3 separate regions of the Sus scrofa genome follow, and regions 2 and 3 are each linked to region 1. Evidence: chromatin contacts called from public Hi-C data. All regions are on one chromosome and are shown on one strand. The core of a region is the stretch at or near the end of the contact, and the rest is flanking DNA. Distances in the headings are between cores, read along the strand shown.

What was found. A called contact is a pair of places that touch in the nucleus more often than the background predicts.
Region 2: a contact with region 1 is called in a Hi-C map of liver, with 5 times the contacts expected there. The contact joins the promoter of HS1BP3 here to the promoter of RHOB in region 1. A contact is called at or near these places in 3 of 5 promoter capture datasets (fetal liver, liver and skeletal muscle), 32 of 47 Hi-C or Micro-C datasets (adipocytes, adipose tissue, alveolar macrophages and 14 more) and 2 of 2 datasets of contacts at active chromatin or transcription factors (alveolar macrophages and skeletal muscle).
Region 3: a contact with region 1 is called in a Hi-C map of omental adipose tissue, with 5 times the contacts expected there. The contact joins the enhancer-like site here to the promoter of RHOB in region 1. A contact is called at or near these places in 2 of 5 promoter capture datasets (fetal liver and liver), 34 of 47 Hi-C or Micro-C datasets (adipocytes, adipose tissue, alveolar macrophages and 17 more) and 2 of 2 datasets of contacts at active chromatin or transcription factors (alveolar macrophages and skeletal muscle).

Annotation. Positions count from the first base shown.
Region 1 is chr3:117,773,541-117,777,033 of Sscrofa11.1, forward strand. RHOB (ras homolog family member B) reads right to left here and starts at 1,920. Exons shown (of 1, transcript NM_001123189.1): 1 at 1,330-1,920. The coding sequence starts at 1,920. The coding sequence ends at 1,330.
Region 2 is chr3:117,607,371-117,610,863 of Sscrofa11.1, forward strand. HS1BP3 (HCLS1-binding protein 3) reads left to right here and starts at 1,617. Exons shown (of 7, transcript XM_003354913.5): 1 at 1,617-1,728. The coding sequence starts at 1,697. LOC102157748 (a long non-coding RNA gene) reads right to left here and starts at 1,555. Exons shown (of 4, transcript XR_002342833.1): 1 at 1,221-1,555.
Region 3 is chr3:117,634,796-117,638,288 of Sscrofa11.1, forward strand. HS1BP3 (HCLS1-binding protein 3) reads left to right here. Exons shown (of 7, transcript XM_003354913.5): 5 at 3,309-3,469. Among named protein-coding and RNA genes, the nearest start is that of HS1BP3, 28 kb to the left of the region's middle. Within about 2 kb of position 1,771, at least 2 of the 83 cell types and tissues checked have an H3K27ac peak or open chromatin away from gene starts, as enhancers often do. A contact at or near this core is called in omental adipose tissue, where this site is marked.

The sequences.
Region 1 (3,493 bases), core at 670-3,169:
AATTTAGTAGAAGTACCACTGGGTGGGGAAGGGAAGGGAGAAAGGAGACACGAGGGGCAGGTTCCTTCTCTGTACAGAGATGCAGAGAAAATTTCACACAGCTTTAGAGACTGCCTTGTGGGGGGGGGGAAGGTTTTAGATAGGCCCTAATACTTGTTACTGCCCTTTATCAAAATAGAGTGCACACCTGCACAAATAAAATCGCAAAACAGAACAGTGTTGCCACTTTTTTCAAGAAAAGAAAATTAGTGGTTTCTTCTTCTCCTTGATTTTTAAAAGTTATCATTTTTTTAAAAACATCAGAAGTAGATGAGGTTACAGCGTACAAGTGTGGTCAGAATGCTACTGTCTTATGCAAATGACAAGTGCATTAAGTGTCAAACAATGAAACAATTGTGCAAAGAATTCTTTCCAAAAAAAAAAAAAAACCCAAGTTTTCGCCTTTAAATAAATCAAATAACATCAGTTTCTTGGACTGAACAAATTTCACTTGTAGGACAGGCACAAAGTTCGCTTATGGCAAAAAAACAACCTGCAGCACACTTTCCCTCCTCCTGCCTGTGGCTGATGAGGGGTTCTCCCTGGCTGGCCCGCAGGAGACATGAGTCTGGAAGCTGTGTCCTCTCAGCCCCAAGTCAGTTAGTTGCAAATGTCTTTCCCAGGAGTTGGAAAGATGGCCAAGTCTTGTTCGTGCCTGGATGGACGCCTGACCCAGGCTGGGCCGGAGCTGTTCTCAAGTCCTGTCACTCCACCCACCGCCACCATTAAATAACACCATCCTACCTCCGAAAATAAAATTATATCTATATTTATATAACACCCCATCCACCCCAGCCCTCCCCTCCCGCAGTTCCCGTGGTCTATGTTACAGACAGGGGCATAGCAGGCGCTCGCTGGTTATGGGAGAACATCTGATGATGGGGCGCGGCCGCACCCCGGGGCCAAGCTCGCCTCGGGGTAGCAGAGGCGGGCGTGGGGCAAAAACGGGGCGGGGGGAGTTGAACATACACACAGCCACACCCTCCGAAGAGGCTTGGCTCTTCAGAACAGGGTCTTCGGGGATCCCTTGGCACTCAGCGGGGCGCCCAGGCCTGTGCAACACAGCGGGACGCACACAGACACTTGGAAAGGGGGCGCCCGGTGCCTACCGCGCCGATTCCCGGCGCCAGAGCCACAGCCGCCAGGCCACGGCTGCGGGTCCGGAGGGCAGACGCCAGGCCGTCCGGTGGGGTCCGTGGGGGGGGCGCGGGTCTCCCTTCTCCGGCCTCGTGGGGGACCGGCCGGGGTGGGGGAGCCGTGCCCGCAGGGGCAGGCAGGCGGGCGCGGCCCTCATAGCACCTTGCAGCAGTTGATGCAGCCGTTCTGGGAGCCGTAGCGTTTCTGCAGCGCGGCTCGCGTGGCCGTCTCGAAGACCTCGCGCACGCCCTCCTTGGTCTTGGCAGAGCACTCGAGGTAGTCGTAGGCTTGGATGCGCACGGCCATGGCGCGGCCGTCATCCGTGCGCACGGGTTCCTGCTTCATGCGGGCCAGCTCAGTGCGGACGTGCTCGTCGCTGCGCAGGTCTTTCTTGTTGGCCACCAGGATGATGGGCACGTTGGGGCAGAAGTGCTTCACCTCGGGCACCCACTTCTCGGGGATGTTCTCCAGGGAATCCGGGCTGTCCACCGAGAAGCACATAAGGATCACGTCGGTGTCCGGGTAGGAGAGCGGCCGCAGGCGATCGTAGTCCTCCTGGCCCGCTGTGTCCCACAGCGCCAGCTCCACCTGCTTGCCGTCCACTTCGATGTCGGCCACATAGTTCTCAAAGACTGTGGGCACGTACACCTCAGGGAACTCGTCCTTACTGAACACGATCAGCAGGCACGTCTTGCCGCACGCGCCGTCGCCCACCACCACCAGCTTCTTGCGGATGGCCGCCATGAGCGGGCCGGGCCCGGGCAGCAAGAGGGGGCCCGCGAACGCCTCGCTGCCGTCCCGCTGGCCGCTCACTGCTCACCTCGGGCTGCGCGCTAGGGGCAAGGGTCGCTAGCTGCACCCAGGCCCCGGGGTGGCGCGTTCTCTCGCTGTGCTCAGGAAGCCGCGGCGTGGGCGGTAGGGGCGCGGGAGCATAGGGCGCACCGTACGTCTCCGCGCTGCTCCGGAGCGGTGGCGGCCCTCCTCGCCCCGGATCCGGGGTTGGCGCCTTTGTGCGCAAACGGTGACTAGAGTAGCAGACCCGGCCTAGCTTCCTCCCGGGTCGCTCTAGGCCTCAGCAAAGGTACAGGAAAACGAACGAAAGCAGGCAGACTGCGGTGGCAGATGCAGGCTGCGGCCCTAGCGCCCGCTATTTAAAGAGTTCGGCGACTTTCTTAATATAGCCGCCCAATGGCAAGCGAGCCGACTGAGCTCATCGCTGCGGAGCTTGGCTCTGATTGGCCGTCCGCTGCAGCCCAGGGGCGGGGCCGGGCGAGCTTGATTGACGGCCCAGGCCGCGGGGCTGGGAGAGGCGGCGACCGGGGAGCGTGCGCCGCGGCTGGCGCTGCGGGGCTCCGGCGACACCAGGGTTCCCTCCTTCGCCGCAGCTTCTGCGCGTGGGGCGGGAGGCCAAGAGCTAGCTACCAGGAGCCCGCAGGGCCTGGACGAGAGGTTCAGAAAGAAGCCGCACTTTGTGGGGCGTTAACGACTCCCTCCCACTCAAAATTGCCGCGCTGGCTTCGCAAACTCCCAGCGGGTGGTCGGACCTGTGGGGGACCGAGCGGTTCCTTTAACTTGGTTTTGTTTTTAAGTGAACGCGCGCGCACACACACATTCGTTTGTTCCCAAGCAAGGTCTTTTCCCTTTTCTTTCAGAAGCGGGCCCACCCCTGGTCGAGTCTGCCATCCCTGTCCTTCCACCAGGGTACCCGCCTAGAGCAGCCCGGGGTTTGGATCTTAGAGATGGTGGCTGTAAATTAGGTGACCCTGGGCCGAGCTTCTGGCTCCTCCAAGTCCTATCGCCTACCCCCTTCTCGGCACCCAGCCTAGGTCTTTAGGTAAAGATTCGGAGAAGGAGGGACGGTGAAAAGGGAAGGTCGAGGTTGGTTGCAGAACTTGAGGTCCGCTGGGAAGAAGTTACCAAGCAGAAAAAGGCAGCCTCAGCCCTGGATTTCAAGATTAATTCGGATCCTGGTCATAAGGCAGAGAACTGCCTGAGGTAAACAGTACAATAAAATCCAAATCCCCACCCCCACCCCACTGGGCTAGAAGAGGCTGAGGTCCCCCTGGGGAGTAGCAGGAGAAACTTGAAGGCTGGGACATAGCAAATCAGTGTCTAGTGGGGTGCTAGCTCCTAGTCTCCTGCTATCCACCAGGACTTAATCCATCTCTTCCTTGTATCCTGTAGGAGATGGCACCTGTGTCTGATCTAGAAGCTTCTGAGTGGATGGGTCCCAATGGACAGAAGGGGTGAGAAGAAGGATGGAGGTAGGGAGGGAGGACCACCCAAGGAGGAGGAAGAGCTTGAACCAAAGCAGAGA
Region 2 (3,493 bases), core at 367-2,866, 170 kb before region 1:
CACATCAGCGGGTCCCCAGAAGACCCACCCCACCAGAAACCATGGCAGTGCTGGTGCACAGCGGCATGGCCAGAATTCAGATTAGACCCCCTGCTGGCTGTGGTGTCTCTAACTGACCGCACTGCCTCTGAGGTCCAGTGACGTCCCTGGGGGTGACTGAGGCCCGGAGCGCTCCTCCCAGGGCAGCAAGAAGGGGGACTATAAGCTCCTCCGCAATGTGGTTTGCGTTACCGCAGCTTCAGCCATGGAAGGGGCTCCTCGAGTCAGGCAGGAAGCAGAAAATATCAGATTTAGATTCCACATTCCATGCATTGTATACAATTATCCGCTGGAGCCACATAGGGGCACGTGGGACCCACAGAGGCAGAAAATGGGATTGTTCTCCGGGACAGGGTTACTCTTTCATGGGAACCAGTGGTATTCTTGGCCGGCGCCAGGTGTGCCAAGGCCCCCAGCGGTGTGCACTCTGGAATCCTGGGGCCTGCAAGGTATTGGCGACAGGCAGGCTACACATTAGAGCAACACAAACACACTGCTGGTCACTAGGACCCAGGCCCTGAGCTAAGCGTTTTGCAGGCAGTTGCAAAAGAGCTGGCGAACTCGTTGACCAGAGTTCCAAGGTGGTGCAGGTGGGGCGGGAGGCTGGTTCTTTGGGAAAATGCAGTCAAGCAGAAGCCCCTCCTGCTCCTGCCAGAGGGCAGGGAACAGCCCTGGGACTTGGGGTCAGAAGAAAGGAGGAGAGGGCACCTGGGAGAGAGATCTGCACCCAGAGAGGGGGTTCAGTAGCTCTCTAAGAAGGAAACTTGGGGTGACGAAGTCTGTCTCCTTGACTAAGCTTTAGATTCTTCTGTACCTTCTCTTAGCTGAGCCTGGACTTTGGTCCCTGCCCTGTCCTTGGCCAGCCCAGCCCAGTCTCAGGCAGAATCCTGCTCCCTCAGTTTAGAGAGAATCCCCACCCGGGATATCTGATCCCTCTGAACCAGCGCCTCCTCCCCCACCCCCTCTAAGCCCTTGGGCCTGCCTTCAGCAAGAAGCCCCTACCCGACCCTCACCTACTCCTGAGCCCTCTCCCCACTGACCCAGCTGCAGGAGTCTTGAAGAGCGTCTTCCTGTCTGTTTTAACAAGCCTCAGAACAAGGCCCCCTAAGTGAGGGAGAAGAAAGACCCCGAGTTCCCAGCAGCTTTTGCTGGACAGGCCCGGTTGGCCCCTGGAAGCTCACCCCTCACGGAGGGCTCTAATTTATCTGCCGGTTCTGTCACCTCATTGGAGCCTCCTAACATCTCTCTGAGCATCCCTGGGGCCGTGGCCGCCCATGCCCTGTTTCATCAAAGCTCAGAACGTCTGAAGCAGGGTCCTGGGCGCTCCGATGCTTGCACCTGGCGCTGTCACTAATAACGAGAGGCCCACACCAGGACGAGGACGTGCGTGCGAGCAGGACGGCTCGGACATAGGGTCGCGGGGGCCGCTCAGCTCCGGGGGCCCGCGGACGCCCTCCGCCCTCAGTCCCTGCGCAGAGGTCCAGCAAGGCCCGCAAACGCACCGGCCGAGCGCTGCGCGTCCGGCCCAGCGCGGTGGCCGCTAGGCGGCGGGCCGGGGCCGGGCCGGGCCGGGGCGGGCGGGGCGCGGGGCGGGGACGCGGCGACGCCGGCGCCTGCGGGTCCCGTGACCGCGCGCCCCGCCCGGAGCCTCGCCGTCATGCAGTCCCCGGCGGTGCTCGTCACCTCCAGGTGAGCCCGACCCCGCACCTGGCGCCGCGTCTCAGGCAGCGTGGAGTCGGGGGCTCGGGGGCCCGGGAGCCGCGGCCGGTTGCTCCCAGGGCGCGGGAGCCGGCAGAGGCAGCGGCTCCCGGGCTCCCGGTCTGCCGCCCAGGCTCCCCAGCGCGGGGGCCGTTGACCCGGGCTCGGCCCCTCCACCGCCCCGCGGGAGAAGCGGGCAGCTGCGAGTGCCCCCGTTTTACAGATGGGGAAACTGAGGCCTCCCCCCCCCCGCAAGGGCTAATGAACTCACCCAAGACCCACTGGAAGGACTGGACGGGCAGGTCCCGCGCAGGCGGGCAAAGAGGGAGGCTCACTTCTCCCCTTTCCTGTCCATCTGCCTTCATTTCTTTTCGGGAACCTAGTTTTGTATCTTTTCAGCGCTCATCGTGTGTACGGCCCAGTGCACGGCAGTGGGGACGGGGTGAACCGGGCAAGGCTGGGCCCAGCAGGGGAAACAAGGATGGAGGCAGACCGATGCTGAGACAGGGTCGTGGGTTCCGGTCGCCATGGGAACACAGGGCAGGGTGTAACCCCGGCTTCTGGGAGGCAGTGAATGAAGCCAGGCTCTGCTGGAGGAGTGGGCATGAACCAGGTGAGGGGGGAGAAGAGGAGGCGGCTGCTCCAACAGGTGGCTCAGACAAGTGCAGTTTGAGCAGAGGCCTTGGCAGGGTCCCTGGAGGCAGAGGATGCAGTGTGGGCCCACCCTGGTTCCGGGTGGAGGACTCAGCGCAGAACAGATCCTGGAAAGGCTGCGATGTCCGTGCTTTTACTTCCCCCCTTTCTAATATCTGTCTAGCCACTCACTGCAACTATTTTCATATACTCCACCCTGTTCCCTCTACACAAGATCTTGGACTAAGGCATCAGTCTCTTACACAAATGAGTGGTGTTTTTCCAGCTGCAGTCTGAACATCCCTGTGCCCTCAGGCTGGTCTAGAAAAGTACGATTCTTTAATCGAACCTTGATGTCAGCCCTTGCTTGGTGTCCTCTGCCTGGTTGCTGGTCATGTCCTCGTTGGCAGAAGCGTCCCTAGTGCCACACAGCTCACCCCCACCCCCTCTCGCTGAGTCTCAGTTTCCTTTTCTGCAAAAAGGGCGTTTGAGGTTGGCAGGTGTGAGCAGACCAATGAGGGTGTGACTTTGGCGCTGGGAGCTGGGGTAGCAGGTGGATGGCTTCCCTCACTGCCCCGCCTGCACGGGGCTTCTTCACAGATGCTGGGGCTGGTGGTGAAGGCCAGGTGAGTGGTTCTAGGATACAGCAGTGAACCCCTTTCCCAAACTTCCATGGGGCAGGTGGACAGTGGGTAAATGCGTGGTGTGTAGGGGGGGTAAATGGTGTGAAGGAAAATAAAGGGATGGGGAAAGAGTGTGCTAGGAGGAGGGCGTGGCGTGGGCTGGGAGGGTCTTTCTGAGAGAGTGGCGGGTGGGCAGGTGCCTGACAAACGAAAGGGCAATTTTAAGAAAGAATGTACTGGGCAGAGGGCACAGCAGGAGCCAAGGTTCTGGGGCAGAGGGGTGCTTGGGCCCCAGCGAGGAGGCCACTGTGGCCCGAGGGGAGTGAGGCAGGAAGAGTGTCGAGGGATGTGGCGCAGAGCTGGGGGCCTGGGGGCAGGGGACCGTCCAGATAGGCCTCCCCGGCTGAGGTGTCACAAAGGGCCGCTGTGCTGTGCTGACGGGAGGTGGGTGAGCTGGGCGCAGCGAGGAGGCCCTTCAGGAGACGCTGGCAGTGATCCAC
Region 3 (3,493 bases), core at 521-3,020, 140 kb before region 1:
AATCATACCAGCCTTCTTGTGGTGGAGGGAGAAGTGGGGCATCGTTTGTGGCCTCGGTGCAGAAGGTGGGCGGCGGGCACAGCACAGCTGGGCACTGTGTCCCGCAGACAGCTGGATGGACGCGGATGGAGACGGGGCTGAGAGGGGAATGGAAGGGGCACCAGGGCCCTGGCCCATGTGTGCAACCCGCATCCACGCTCACGCAACCTGTGAGGGAGGGGAAGGTGCGGGGCTTGGAGTCTGAGAGACTCGCCTCACGTGGGAAATGCCTGTCCTCACCCTGAACCTGGCACCATCATGAACTCGCCACTCCTGTCCGAGGGTCCCTTTATCAGCGCTTGGCCTCCTGCCATCCTTCCTGCTCGTGCCTCCCCGGCTCTGGCCCTGAGCCTTTCTCTATGGACCAGGAGCAAAGCTTCCACGGGGGCCCGGGCTCCTGCTGCTGCTCGAGTCATGCCTTCTGCAGCCTGTCAGAGGTTGAGGGTCTCTCTGCCCATGTCATTTTCTGCCCTGAGACCCCCCTAGGTCACTGTCCACCCCTACACCACCTCCTCCAGGAAGCCCTCGGACTGGGTGGGCTCCTTCCTCTGGGCTCCAGCTATCATAGTGTGATTGCATGTGTGGTGACGATGGGCTCGTGTCTATGACTCTGCTCTGCTGTGGGGACAGTGCCAGGTCTTTCTCATCTCCGGGCCCTCATCACCCAGCACAGGTCTTGCCCATGCGAGGGGCTCATGAGCTCAGGGTGAAAGGATGGGCCCCTGACACATGGGCCAAGGGACCAGTGGAGACCAGTGGGGGTGCCTGCGAGCCGTCTGGAGGAGGAGTGATGGAGCAGAGGGCCTCTGTCTGATATGGTGCTGGGAGCCCCCTCTCTTCACTCCTTTTCCCCCCTCCCTGAGGGAGGAGGCAGAAATAAGTCTGGATTTGAGATGTACTGTCCTGCTGTCTGTCCATCTATCCATTCGTCTGTCCATCCTTCCGTCACCCCTTCATCCATCCATCCTCTCATCTGATGTTTATTTGGCATCTGCTCTGGCTGGACCAGACACACTCCTGAGCCCCCAGAGACTGAATCTGGGGCCAACCAGCCCAGATCCCTGGAGCTTTCAGCTGTCAGAGCTCCGTGTTTCCTCTTGTTCTTTGTCTCCCCTGGAGACAGGTCGGGGGAGTTGGGGAGACGAACAGGGTGGGGTTCAGATGGTGCCTGACTGAGCAGCCCCATGTGCTGAGGAGTTGCTTTATTTCAATTCAAGACAACAAAAGATAAAAAAAAAACGTCTCCAGGGAGAAAAACAAGAGCATTCATCCGATTTGAGAGGAAAACTCACATAGCAGGAAAGCCGGGCCTAATTTGTGCTCTGCGAACCAGAAGTAGGTGCAAGAGGGGAAATCATTGAAATCTCGGCGTGGCTTCTCCAGAGATAATTCATCATGTCTGTTCATTCACGTCCTTTGTTCTTCAGACCCTCCCTTCTCTCTGGGCTTCCTCTGATTTCTGGTCCTCGGAAAAGCCCCCAGCCCTTGCCCCAGGGGGCTGTCTGCTGAGGGGATGTGGCTGTGCCTTCCCCACGAGCCGTTTCAGAGCTGCTGGTTCTGCTCAGGGTGCACCTGCAGAGGGAGGCTGCAGAGTGGAGCGGTCAGGCCCAGCCCCGGCCTCCCTGGGAGCTGCAGGGGTGCTGGGGGCTCTCTGCCCTCCACTGCGGCAGCCCCTGTGGGACCCAGGAGCGGGACCAAGCAAAGGACGGCAGCAGTGGGGAATGAGGGGCAGTGGTGGAGTAGAGCCTGCAGGCTCCGGGCTGGCCCACGGGCTCTCCTACGCACAGTTCATCAGAATCCACAGGGATGCAAAGAGCTGCCTGGGGCCTGTCAATGGGGTTCTGCCTCAGCAGAGGCGTGGGCCTGATGGCCTGTGGCTTCAGCTCATCTGGCTTGTGCCTGGAATGGAGAAAGAGCAGGGGGACAACCGTCGCATCTCCAGCCCTGCCTGCTGTGTGGCCTTGAGCAGACACCCAGCTTCTCTGAACCACTGTGTCCTTGTCTGCTGACAGAGATCCTCCCACCGGGGCCCAGCTCTGAGCACGGACATGTGTTGGTCCTGCAACCTCCGGTGGCTGCAGCCCCACCTTTCATAGCTTTTCCGCATCTCTGCCGGAAGCCCCCAGCTCTGCCAGCATCTAAATCCAGCCCTTGGGAACGGCCACCTCGAGAACCCTGCCCTCTAGCCCCCAGGGCAGCCCCGCTATTTTTATCTGCTGCGGCTTAACCTGTGCCATTGTTGACAGCGGGGTCCATGCGGCTTAACCACGTCATATCGCCAACAGGAGCTCAGAGGGTGACCTCGTCCCATTGGAACGGCCCTTCAGGCGACAGGCCCACGGAAATCCCACTTCCAGTTAACAGCTTATGTCTGGTTTTTGCAGGAACCTTCAAATGGCTAATTTAGGCATCATCAGCCGGGGCTGGATCCCCTTGTTAAAAGAAAACCAAGTTTGTTTATTTACTGGCGGTATAACTTCCAGTGACGTGTGCAGATCTGCAGCCTTCAGTTCCCTGAAGGTTGACGTGTATGCCGTGAACCACCACCCGGATCAGGAAATAAAGCCTCCTGAGGTCCAAAAGCTTCCCTCGAGCCCCCTCCTGGTTGCCCCCAGCAGAGTCTGGCCCAGAGCAGGGCCTCCCCAGTCGAGGAATGAGGGACCTGAGGGGTACAGAGCCCGAGGGTTTCCTGAAGGAGGTGGGGTTTGCTCAGTGGGACTGTGGTGGTTTCTAGAATGATGGGGGTTACACTGCTCAAGGAGAATGAAATACGCAGGGGAAACAAGGAGCATTGCCCCAGGCTCTCTTCCATTCTCCCTGGGGCCAGGCCCGGAGGTTTGCAGCCTCATGCATCCCTGCTGGTTTCCGAGTGGCCATGCAGTGACTCTCAGCTTGGCCCCAGGGAGTGCTGAGGTCTGGCAGCCCCCGCAGCTCCAGCTCCGGAAGGAGGAGTTCTCTGACCCCTGACCCCGCAGGCAGGCCTGAGTCCTGCTGGCCCTTTAGGCCTTGGAGTTGTCCGCGGTCGGCTGTGTGGTCCAGAGGCCCAGCCGCTCTTCCCCCACGTGCCAACAGTGGCTGATCCCCGGGCACAGGACTGGGCTGCCTCCTTGGCAGCATCTCACGACCCCCTTGTCAGGGCCCAGGAAGGGTCCTTCCCGACACAAGCTCAAGCCTGCCCCACACCCGTGTGGTTCTGGCCAGGCTGCCCGAGCCCACCGGCAGGCCTCTTGCAAGAAGTCCTAACTTGAGTTCTGTCTGTGATTCTGCAGCTCCAAGAAGCCCAGGAAACACCCTGAGGTGGCCGTGAAGCCCAGACCCTCGCCCCGGCTCACCATCTTTGATGAGGAGGTAGACCCCGACGAGGGGCTCTTTGGCCCCGGCCGGAAGCCTCGCCCCGAGGGCCCCACGGAGGGCGGACCCTCCAGGGACCGTAAGTAGAGCCCCAGGGTGTTCC